Linked DNA regions of Xenopus laevis: region 1 is linked to region 2. The links are chromatin contacts, called in public Hi-C maps. All regions are on one chromosome and are shown on one strand. The core of a region is the stretch at or near the end of the contact, and the rest is flanking DNA. Distances in the headings are between cores, read along the strand shown.

Region 1 (5,405 bases), core at 834-3,333, 820 kb after region 2:
CCGTTTACCTTCTGTTAAGCTTAAGGTGAGCATATCGGGGAGAGATTTTGGCAACATCGCCATAGGAGCAAATCTCTACGTGTATGGCCACCTTTAGGCTTAGCTTAGTATTTATCTTAGTAGATAAAAGCTTGCATGTAAATGTAAGACTCTGGGGCTCATTTATCAACACTGGGCAAATTTGCCCATGGGCAGTTACCTATAGCAACCAATCAGCGATTAGCTTTCTAAAGCCAGCTGGAAGTAGAACAATGAATGCAGCAATTCGATTGGTGACCATGGGTTACTGCCCATGGGCAAATTTGCCCAGTGTTGATAAATGACCCCCACTGTCATTAAAAACCATTGAATTGGCTGATAAGTTATTCTTGTATCTAGATGTTATTCCATTGCAGTCCTATATTCTGTTTCATACCTACAGGCTGATCTTGCCCCTGTTACAGTGGCGATAGTACCAATGCTCCCACGTGGCGCTTCAGTAGAGTGGCATGTCATAGCTGCTGTGAGTGACCCAGAGGAGAGGAGACACTTTGCAATTTGCCAGGAAAATCTGCCCTACCAGGTGATGCTTCATGGGGTGATATCGAGCTGTCTCTCCTGTGCCGCCCTCTCACTGTCTCTAAGCTTAGCCCCAATCAGAGCTGCCCACGAGGTGCGGGACTGGCATGAAGTCAGCAACCTTATAGAAAAAGCCCTCCGCAGAGCTACAGATGAACTTCCCATGGCCCCCCATCAACTTGCAGCCCTGTGCTGCAGAGTCTTCTATAGGGGGGAAGAACCAGACTCACAGAGGCTGCAGGAAGGTGAGTCTCAATCAAGAGGGCAAATTACTTTTGAACTATAATGGTGATGACTATATGGCGTATTTCATATTTGAAACTGCTTTTGGAGTGTGTTAAACTTGATAGCACAAGGGCTGATTTTCAGCCATCTAAACAACACCCAAAATACCACCTGGCACCCTCCTTTTTGATTAGAAAGGGAAACAAATGTTTTTTGTTTTTTTTTTTTAAATTCATCAGTTAATAGTGTTGCAGCATCCGACTTCTGCACCGAAATCCGTTTCTCAAAAGAGCAATTTTTGAAATCTGACATGAGGCTAGACATATTGTCAGTTTCCCAGCTGCCCCCAGTCATGTGACTTGTCTCTGATACACTTCAGTCAGTCTTTACTGCTGTGCTGCAAGTTGGAGTGATATCACCCCCGACTCCTACATTTACATTGAGTAAGAGAAACAACAGCCTGCCAGAAAGCAGTTCCATCCTAAAGTGCTGGCTCTTTCTGAAAGCACATGACCAGGCAAATTGACCTGAGATGGCTGCCTTCACACCAATATTATAAATAAAAAGAAATACACTTGATGGTTCAGGAATTCAATTTTATATTGTAGAGTGAATTATTTGCAGTGTAATTTAGAAATAAAAACTACACCATAACAGTAATGACAGAATCCCTTGAAAGTGTTTACTCTAGCCATCAGCCATGTCCTATTTATGTCAGTGGGAGGCAGAAGAGCGTGTTTTTCAGCCATGTGCCATTAGCTTTACACTGGCCATACACATAGCAATATGTCATACCCAAAAAACTGGTATACGTGCAGGGTTGCCTGTACTAATAATTTGAGTTTAGGAGCATAACCACGTTTCACAGAAGATTTGAAACCTAATGCCTGAAACCCACTGATGGGTGATACAATCCACCATGCCCTGTAATGTTGCCTATGGGTATGATCCAGTCTGGGTATTTGATGTTCATATAACATGTAATAAGGTTTTAAATACATAGCAGAGCTGGCTCCTTGCATGCCATGTGAGAATGAGCTGGTTCATGCTACTGGTATCCTGCCTTAGGACTGATGCCATTGATAGGAGTCACCGCAGCAGGATTAGTAAGGAGAAATACCTTGCTTTGTGCTTTTGCTGTGCCGTGAGAGTCTTCTGTCTGGTGCCGGGCAGGCTAATATGGGCGTTGGTTTTTGGACTTCCTACTCATGTCATTCTCGTGGTGCCGGCATTGTCATTGTTTTTAACCACAGACAGGAGCCGTCATTAGCAGAGCTTTCAGCAGCAGTTCATATTCGCTGGAAGTAAAATGCTAATTAGGCTCCGCTTGCTAATGAGGTGCCTCCCTTTACCTGTCCTGACGAGGTGCAGTCTCAAAGAAAGAATGTCAGCTTGTCTTTTTAACCTGTTCGCTGCCAGAACACAGCAAGAGGAAGGGAAGCGTGTGGGTGGGCTTTGGTGACTGTTGGGGGGTAAAGCAAGAAGTGTAGGTTAGTTTATGGTTACTACAGACTGAGTTAGTGGGAGTGAGAGACCATGTTGATCTAGATGACACCATGCTTGTGTAAGTGCTATATTTTCACTCAAGCATACATGTTGTACATTTTTCTTTTCTCCTGCCTCCCTCCCTCCTCTGTCTGGTACAGCTGGGATAGTTGTAATGAATGACTGCTTGATTTAATAAAGCCCAATTATTGCTGCTGTTTATCTGCTCGTTTTAAGCATTTTGGGATTCAGCAAATTACAATGCTCCCGGCCTTTCCAATTTCAGGAGCCACTAATATCCCCATCAGGCCCTGAATTAATAAACCACAACAAAACAATCCTTGTTCAGAGATTATCATTACCCAGCGAGTGTCTTCTGCCCCTCAAGCCCTGCACAAGTTACAGTGTTGGGGGGGGGATGCTGGGAGGCCGTAGAGCCTAATCACACCTGACAACACCGAATCCCTGGGGGGGGCAGTGACACCAGGGTCCAGAGACGCAGCATTTGTTTTGTTACTCTTAAACTAAAGATGCTTTCTTAACCCCCAGTCACGTAGAACAGTGCCAAGTGTGTGAACCTTCACTACCATATTTTTGTATATTTGTGTTAAACTCAGTTTTTCCTCTTTCCAAGGGCTTCGGACGATTCTGAAAGATGTCTGGGCTGAGAAACCTCCAGCGCTGGTACTGGTGCCTGTATTGGACTTGCCTCGCAATGAAATCCTACACTTGACCTTCTGGCTTAGTCTGTAATGCCATGAAACATAAACTGGACTTTCACAAGGATTCCTTTGGACTCGTTACTTTCTGTTTGGAAGTCACAAGGAAGCTACAGATGGTTTACACGAATGGTGTCAAACCTATGGGCGTCCAGCTGCCATTGTCTTTGTGGCTGTTGGTTACAGTGTGTTGTGACAGCTCTTAGCCCAGAGGAAAGGCCCTCTTTACTACTTCCAACTGTTGCAGAACTCCCAGCATGCCTTTGTCAGATGAGCTGACAGAACGACGGTTGGAATTTGTTTTATAGTTGACGATCGGGAGGACTGGAAATGGTGTCTTTATGTATTATTTTTATTATATTACACAATATCTTGCAACTTATATCCTTCTAAATGTGACTAGTGATGTCATCAGTTATAAACGTTGAGTAGTGATGTCATTTTTGTCTCATAACTCACTAAAACTTGTGTATTATAATAAATAAAGTACCCCATTGTTGGAAAATTTGAGGATATAAAAAGTAGCCTCGGAGTTCCATGACCTGTTAATATGGTCATGGAACTCCTCGGTGACTTATAAATATCCTTATATTTTACAATAGGGGTACTTTATTCACTATATATTTTATACACATGGGCTTATAACTATAGTCTAACTGGACCAAACCCTTAAGGCAACAATCCCAGACCTGTGGCACTAAAGCTGAGTAACCGCAGTAACTTTCTTTCCTTTTCTTTTAAGAAAACATCAGCCACAGTCTCTCTTCACATCCTCTCGCTCAGGGGTCCCCAACCTTTTTTACTCATGAGCCACTTTTAAATGTACAAAGAGTTGGAGAGCAACATAAGCATGCAAAAAGTTCCTGGGTGTGCCAAATAAGGGCTATGATTGGCTATTGGTAGCCCCTATGTGAACTGGAAGCCCGTAGGAGGCTCTGTTTGGCAGTGCACCTGGTTTTTATGCAACTAAAACTTGCCTTCTTGTCTGGAATTCAAAAATAGGCACCTGCTTTGAGACCACTGAGAGCAACATCCAAGAAGTCACTGAGCAACAAGTTGCTCATGAGCAACTGGTTGGGGATTGCTGGTCTAGCTCAATCATTAGGGCCTATACAAATAAAACCATAGAAAGGTAACCATTCACTGTATGTACCTGTAGGCCAAAGGCTGTCAACCAATGTATGACCACCTTAACTAATTCTTAGTAAATTAGTGAATGATTTCCATCATGGGAATGTGATAGTAGTATAGAGTAGAATAGTATAGTAAAACTGTGCTATTGCTACACTCCCCCGAGGTGCATTTTAATATATATGCTGATGTAAAAAAATATTTTATACTCCGTCAAATAAAAGCCTTTAATTAAAGATGTTAAATGTGTAGTATGGCTTGCTTGTGGATGGCGGGAGTCGTATGATATAAATGATAGATGGGTATGTGGTTTCTACATGTTCTCTGTGATTAAAAAACTCATACAGGTATGGAATCCATTATCCAGAAATCCATTATCCAGAAAGTTCCGAATTATGGAAAGGCCATCTCTCTTAGACTCCATTTTATCAAAATAATCCAATTTTTTTTAACTTTTTTTTTCTCTGTAATAATAAAACAGTACCTTGTACTTGATCCCAAATAAGATATAATTAATCCTTATTGGAAGCAAAACCAGCCTATTGGGTTTATCTCATGTTTATATGAGTTTGTAGTAGACTTAAAAGATCCAAATTAAAGAAAGATCCGTTATCCAGAAAGCCCCAGGTCCTGAACTTTCTGGATAGCAGGTCTCTGTACTAGTCTTGCAAAAGGATGTCAAGTTTTCCAGAATAGAATTGTAAAGTCTTATTGAATAAATTTTGAGTGTTATGTTCTGGAAGAATTGGCTCTTGATCCTTAGGTCATTATGCCCTAAAAGTCTGATGTATGTCCTGCTCTTTAGGCCTGGATTACAGAGGGTTATTTTTCACATGTTATGGGCAACAAAGTGGCCTCTAGTATGGGCAGCACCTAAAATACTCAGACTGCTGGCAAGTATTCTTCTATACCAGGATCCAAACTGCCCCCAAAACGTTGGGAACACCTTTCCGTTGGATCGTGGCCGCATGTGTGCTTGTATGTGGTCCTGCGATCTGACCACCCATATCGGATGCATTATGATCCGATCATTGGGCCCTACGGCCCACAATTGGATCAGCCCGATATCGCCCACCTCAATATGAGAGCGATGTTGCCAAATGATCGGATCTCTTCGTCTATGGCCACCTTCAGGCACCTGGTTAGTCAGTTACTAGGAACCACTTCAAACTTGCACTTCCACAAACCAGAGGCCAGTGGTGAATTAAAAAGTGACTTTATTTCGCCATTTCTCCTCCTAACGCGTTTCGTGTGTTAACACGCATAATCATGCACTCGAGCCAGAGT
Region 2 (5,823 bases), core at 2,651-5,150:
CATATACAGACTTGTGAGTTTATCACACTTCCTTATCAAAATCCCATTTGGAGGTTTGCTGCTAACCCCTACGGTACCAGGTAAAGCAAAAAAAGACTATGGCAATTAAATTGTTAAAATGCCATATAAAATCCACATGTGGATCTTTTCTAATTTGGACTATCTGGTCCGTCGGAGCTTTCGGAATCCATATGAGGCAGTAGACAAAGGGTTTGTTTTGTTTCATGCTGCCTGCTTGGGTTAGGCCAACAATTTATATTTTAATCCAAAAATAGAGGCTTAATTGAGGAAAACATAGGGGGTTATTTACTAAAATCTTATTGTTTCAATAAAAAAGCTCGACCAAACTCCCATCCACGATTTTGCCTTATTTATCATTAAGGGAGAACAAATGCAAAAATTAAAATGTAATATTAGCTTCAGCATACTGAAATAAGAAACTTTCTAAATACAATCAATTAAAAATCCTGTACTGTTTCTGAAATAGTCAAGTTTATCTTCACTATTCCTCTCTCAGCATCTGTTTCTCCTCATTCTGTCTTCATTCAGGAGTTGGGTGTCAGATGAATGATCCAAAATATATCTTATAGAGGGGCTCCTTTTGCCTAGAAGATGTATTAGAGCTCACTCTATTAAAATCACCAGACATCATGTCTCTCTATATGCAGAATTTTGTGCAAAAGGCAGTTATTTTGTTAGATTTTGTTTGTACTGGAATCAGTTATTTGAGTTTCATCTGCTTGGAAAGGGAGCCCCCTATAAGATATATTGGATCATTCTTCCGACACCCAACTGATGCATGAAGACAGAATGAAGAGAAACAGATGCTGAGAAAGGAATAGTGAACATAAACCTGATTATTTCAGAAACAATGCAAAATATTAATTAATTGTAGATTGTAGTTTCTTATTTCAGTATGAGGAAGCTTATATTCAATTTTCAAAATCGTTCCCCTTTAAAATAACTTTAATATGATTGGGAAAAAACTCCCCAAAACCCCCGAATCACTCGACTTTTTCAGATTTTTGCCCAAAAACCTAAAATTTTTTGGATAAACCCAGCACAAACCACAATATCTTCAAATTGGACATCTCCCATTGACTTATACATGAACTCAAAAGGTCTGAGATGGTGGTGATTTTCAGATTATGGTTTTATGCAGCATCGGGGAATAACAAATCTCGAAAAATGAGTTTTATTTTCCACAAAAATTCAGGTTCTTGCCTCAAAAAGCCTGACCAGAAAATATGATATTTAGTAAATAACCCCCATAGTGTAGCTGAGACCCTCAAGTAAAGGGATTATATTGTCCAACAAATTCCCATTTAAATATTTTTATTTAATCTACATGCACTTGTAATTTGTGTTGGTAGAGATTCTAAATGTATTCAATGGTATATTTGAAATCTCCAGTGGTGGAGGTGTTCCTTGGTTTTACCAAACTTTTTGGCCTTAGTCATTCATAATGAGTTCTTTTTAGGGATCCGTATCTTGAAGTGATTTTAGAAACACAAGAAAGGACCTTGGATCGGTGTGGTTTGAATCTCATCTATAAAGTGTGATGGAAATGTGGTTGTGTCAGATATAGGAAGGAGACTAAACTTTAAATTGTTAAAATGGCAAATAAAATCCACATGTGGATGTTTTCTGATTTGGACTATCTGGTCCGTCGGAGCTTTTGGAATCCACATGAGGCAGAAGACAAATGATTTGTTTTGTATAATGCTGCCTGCTTGGGTAAGGCCAACAATTTAGATTTTAATCCAAAAATAGAGGCATATAACATAGGGGGCTATTTACTAAAATCCGATTTTATCTCATTGTTTCAATAAAAAAGCTCGACCAAACTCCCATCTACGATTTTGCCTTATTGAGCATAAAAATTAGTGATGGGCGAAGTTATTCGCCAGGCGCAAATTCGGGGCGAATTTGCACGATTTGTCGCCAGCGAATAAATTTGTGAGACGGCAGCAAAAATTTGCCGGCATAAAAATTTTTTGCTGTTTCGTGAATTTCGCGGGTAAATTCGCCAATTTTTCGGCAAAGCGAAACGGCGCAAATTCGCCCAACACTTATTAAAATAACTCAAATAAATATGATCGGGGAAAAAACTCTTCTCTCGATTCACTTGATTTTTTCAGATTTTTCCCCAAAAACCCCATTTTTTCAGATTATTTTGCTAAACCCAGCACAAACCACAATATCTTCAAATTGGACATCTCCCATTCCCATTGGGAATAAAAAAATCTCGAAAAATGAGTTTTATTTTGCACAAAAAAATGTGAGTTTTTGCTCCAAAAAGCCTGACCAGAAAAATTTGATGTTTAATAAATATCCCCATAGTGTAGCTGAGACCCTCAAGTACGGGGATAATATTGTCCCACAAATTCCCATTTAAATCTATTTGCACTTCTAATTAGTGCTGGTAGAGATTATGTGGCTAAAGGTATTCAATGGTATATTGTATTTGAAATCTCCAGTGGTGGAGGTGTTCCTTTGTTTTGCAAAACTTTTTGGCCGTAGTCATTCATAATGAGTTCTTTTTAGGGCTCTGTGTCTTGAAGTGATGTTAGAAACACAAGAAAGGACCTTGGATCAGTGTGGTTTGAATGATCTGTTATAACGATAGCTTTAATCTCATCTATAAAGTGTGATAGAACTGTGGTCGTATCAGGAAGGAGACTAAACCAAGTGATTACACTGGGAGTCAATATAGGCCCTGTCATTCCAAGTACACAGAGGCCCAAACAGCCTCCTACCAGCCCAAAGAGACCCCTACCAGCCCACTATATGGTAACTTTCTATGGAACCATACAGCAGCCCCTCTGGCATTTGCCAGAACCCACAGATTGCCTGTCCGGGCCTGGTTACACCCAGAAGCTACCAGTAGATCTTCAGCTGGTGGTCAGTAGATCACAGCAACCCAACAAACAGCTCCATTAGATTCCCCTGCTGGGTACGGTAACGGTTCTTTACATTTTCAATCACTGGCTGAAGAACTGGTTGTTAAAAAAGGGAGCACTGCCATTGTAATTTGCAACTGTAGTCCCCAATGTGAAAGGAGACCCCACATTGCTTAAGTGTATGCACCCCTGGTTAACAGTTAGCAATGAAAATATGCTTTTAAAATTAAAGTTGACTTTAATGAATATTTCAATATTTTTCAGCCACAAACACAATTATTAAAACATGTACCCTTTAAAAAAAATATTAACATTTTTTTTAAAGGAATGTTGAGAGAATTAAAAAAAGTTTTAATCATTGATTTATTAGTGGATTGCAGAGTCATTACAAAAGCTGCAGGACTATACTCTAAGGTTACTTGGATGAGTCTCACGGTTCAATTCTTCTGTAGCAGTAAAGCCTTGGACCCCCCCAAAAAAAAACCCCAATCGCTCTTCAAATCAAATATAATAAAATCTGAAATTAATAGAGTGTTGTACTATTTATTTTATTTTAAAGCCAATGGCATCAAAAAGCTCTGGTTTATACAATACTTTTAAATTCTCTAGTGTCACAGCGTCATCTGTTAACAATTGTTATGATACAATTTCAGGTTGTTGGGGACAAAAACATAGTATTTTTAGTGATACATTTTTTTGCACAATATTTTTCAAGTCTCTACTGTAATAGCATTAATTATTATAATACGATTTCAGGTTATGGGGGGGGATTAAAATGTATTTAACTTTTTTAAAAGTCATTTTATTTTAATAAAATTTAAAAAAAAAAAATCTCAGCTTAGATCACTCATGATCTTAATTTTTTTAAATCTATTTTTTACTGTTTGCTTAAAAGGAACAATGCAATTGTAGGATCCCAATTCCCCCACAGGAGCATAGAAGTGGCCCGTGATGCCCAGATTATTCCACACAGTGGCAGTATTGTCATTTCTTCACAAGGAACAGTAGCTAAGAAATATTTGGCTCAATAGACCAAGGCTCACCGAGCTGCCTGTAAACCTACACGATTTCCAGTAACAATTTATTTTATTCTATTTTTTTATTCAAACACAATGCATAGTGGCACAGCGCTAGCTCTGTTGGGATTTAAAGGGACTAATGTAAAAATGTAAAGATGCCACCGATAACTGCACTTGCCTGGGATCATTTCCGAATCTTCCTGCTTATGTTAACAATTATGATATTATAAAGTATGGAATTGTTTCCCCCATAGTCCCTTACGTGTCAGAAGGGCCTGCACAACGCTGCAAGCCCAATGGCAGTATAAGTGTTCCACTGCTGCTTGATAGGCTTTTACATGTAGTTTATTCGGAAAGAAATGTACTTGGTTAAAAACAAACCAAGCCCAGCATGTATTAAAATACAGGCACTATTTATGGCAAAAAAAACCTCCACTTTTATGAACATTACTAGACATTAAACCCGTTAAATTAACGGGCTCGACGGTCCGTGGGGCACATGCGCAGTAGCGCAATCCCACGGACACAGGGACTGGACGCAGAGACACTTGAACTTTATTATTATTATTACATAGGATTATATAGGATAGGATTGTGTGGGACGCAGCATCAGTGTTCTGAAATAATCATAGAAAGTTGGGCTTTGAAGAGGGGATTAAAAAAAATACTAGCAAAGAAAAATGAAGGGGAATATACAATATTTTCGCTTTTATATCAAGATATATGAGAAAGCAGTGTATATTCCCATCCCATTACTCCAGCCTTGTCACTTTAATATTCATAATTACTTTATCCAGTTTCTGGTTGATTTTTTTTTTTTTCATTTTACAAAAAAACCAAACAAACAAACTGTGACCAAGATAAATGCTAAAAAGAGAGTTTGCTATTGAACTCGTCCTTTTAAGGCAGAGCACACGCCGTGCCGTATAGAAGCAGGCCGCTCTCTCTCTCTTTCTCTTTGTGCCGGAGTGTGTTTTGAAATTAATTAAAGCCGCACGTATATATAAGCACATATCTCCAGAGCTTTTGTAGCATAACAAAACAAAGGAAACGGCCATTATAGAAGACATAAAAAGCCACGTTTAAAAAAAAGAAAGAAGGGTTCTTCTTAAATCGCAGCCTTCCTGTGAACGTTACACTGCAGCGCTCTTGTGGATGAAAGGAGACGTCTCTGGACCAAGGCAGATTTTAATATCCGTCTTTCACATTTATTTTTTTATTTATTTATTTTACTTGTGACATTAACACCTATCTGCATCCCTGCACCTTTGTATTATGATTTGCTTTGCCGCTGTTATAACAGGGCTTTTTGTTATCATGGTGTGTGTGAGGGTCTGTTTGCATCTTCCCCCTCTTTTTTTTCTTCTTCTTCTTTTTTTACAACTGCAGCCTGCAAAGCAGGTGGATTAGAGATAACTCTCATTGTGCCAGTGTTTTAACTCTGACACTGTCATTAATCATTCCTTAAAGCCACATTTCAAGTCCCAGTAATCAGGACTGGCTTGCCCTCAGTTCCAGCACAATTGCCTTTTCATGATGCAATGTTAAATTGGAAGCGAATGTCTGTAGCCAGGCGCTGTTTCCGCATCCACTATCTGTCTCATCATTAAGGTATTTATCCTTGCTGGCCTTGTGCAGGGAGCATCTCTTGCTGTCCCAGGAGAACATACTTGTAACCACGGATCAGATTTGTTACCCAGGCTTTTGGCTTTTGATTGTCCTCCTATAAGTTCAGGATTAAAGTGGAATTTCCCACAGGGCTATGAAGGATTTGCTAGCGTTTAACTGTTTAACCTGCCTCTTTGTAAATGAGAATACCCTGGTCAAGCTTTTTCCGCAGGGAAAACCTCGTGCTTAGTGGCGAATGCTAAATTCCACTGACGGCAGGTACCGTTTATTCC

The links. Hi-C and Micro-C count contacts between places; a contact is called where the count stands out from the background.
Region 1: a Hi-C map of the XTC cell line shows a contact between it and region 2, with 5 times the contacts expected there. The contact joins two enhancer-like sites. A contact is called at or near these places in 2 of 4 Hi-C or Micro-C datasets (the XL177 cell line and the XTC cell line).

Annotation. Positions count from the first base shown.
Region 1 is chr8L:104,049,073-104,054,477 of Xenopus_laevis_v10.1, forward strand. dph6.L (diphthamine biosynthesis 6 L homeolog) reads left to right here. Exons shown (of 15, transcript NM_001092186.1): 14 at 422-803; 15 at 2,903-4,354. The coding sequence ends at 3,021. Among protein-coding and RNA genes, the nearest start is that of znf770.L, 15 kb to the right of the region's middle. Within about 2 kb of position 2,084, at least 2 of the 7 cell types and tissues checked have an H3K27ac peak or open chromatin away from gene starts, as enhancers often do.
Region 2 is chr8L:103,228,186-103,234,008 of Xenopus_laevis_v10.1, forward strand. No RefSeq gene overlaps it. Among protein-coding and RNA genes, the nearest start is that of spred1.L, 66 kb to the left of the region's middle. Within about 2 kb of position 3,901, at least 1 of the 7 cell types and tissues checked has an H3K27ac peak or open chromatin away from gene starts, as enhancers often do.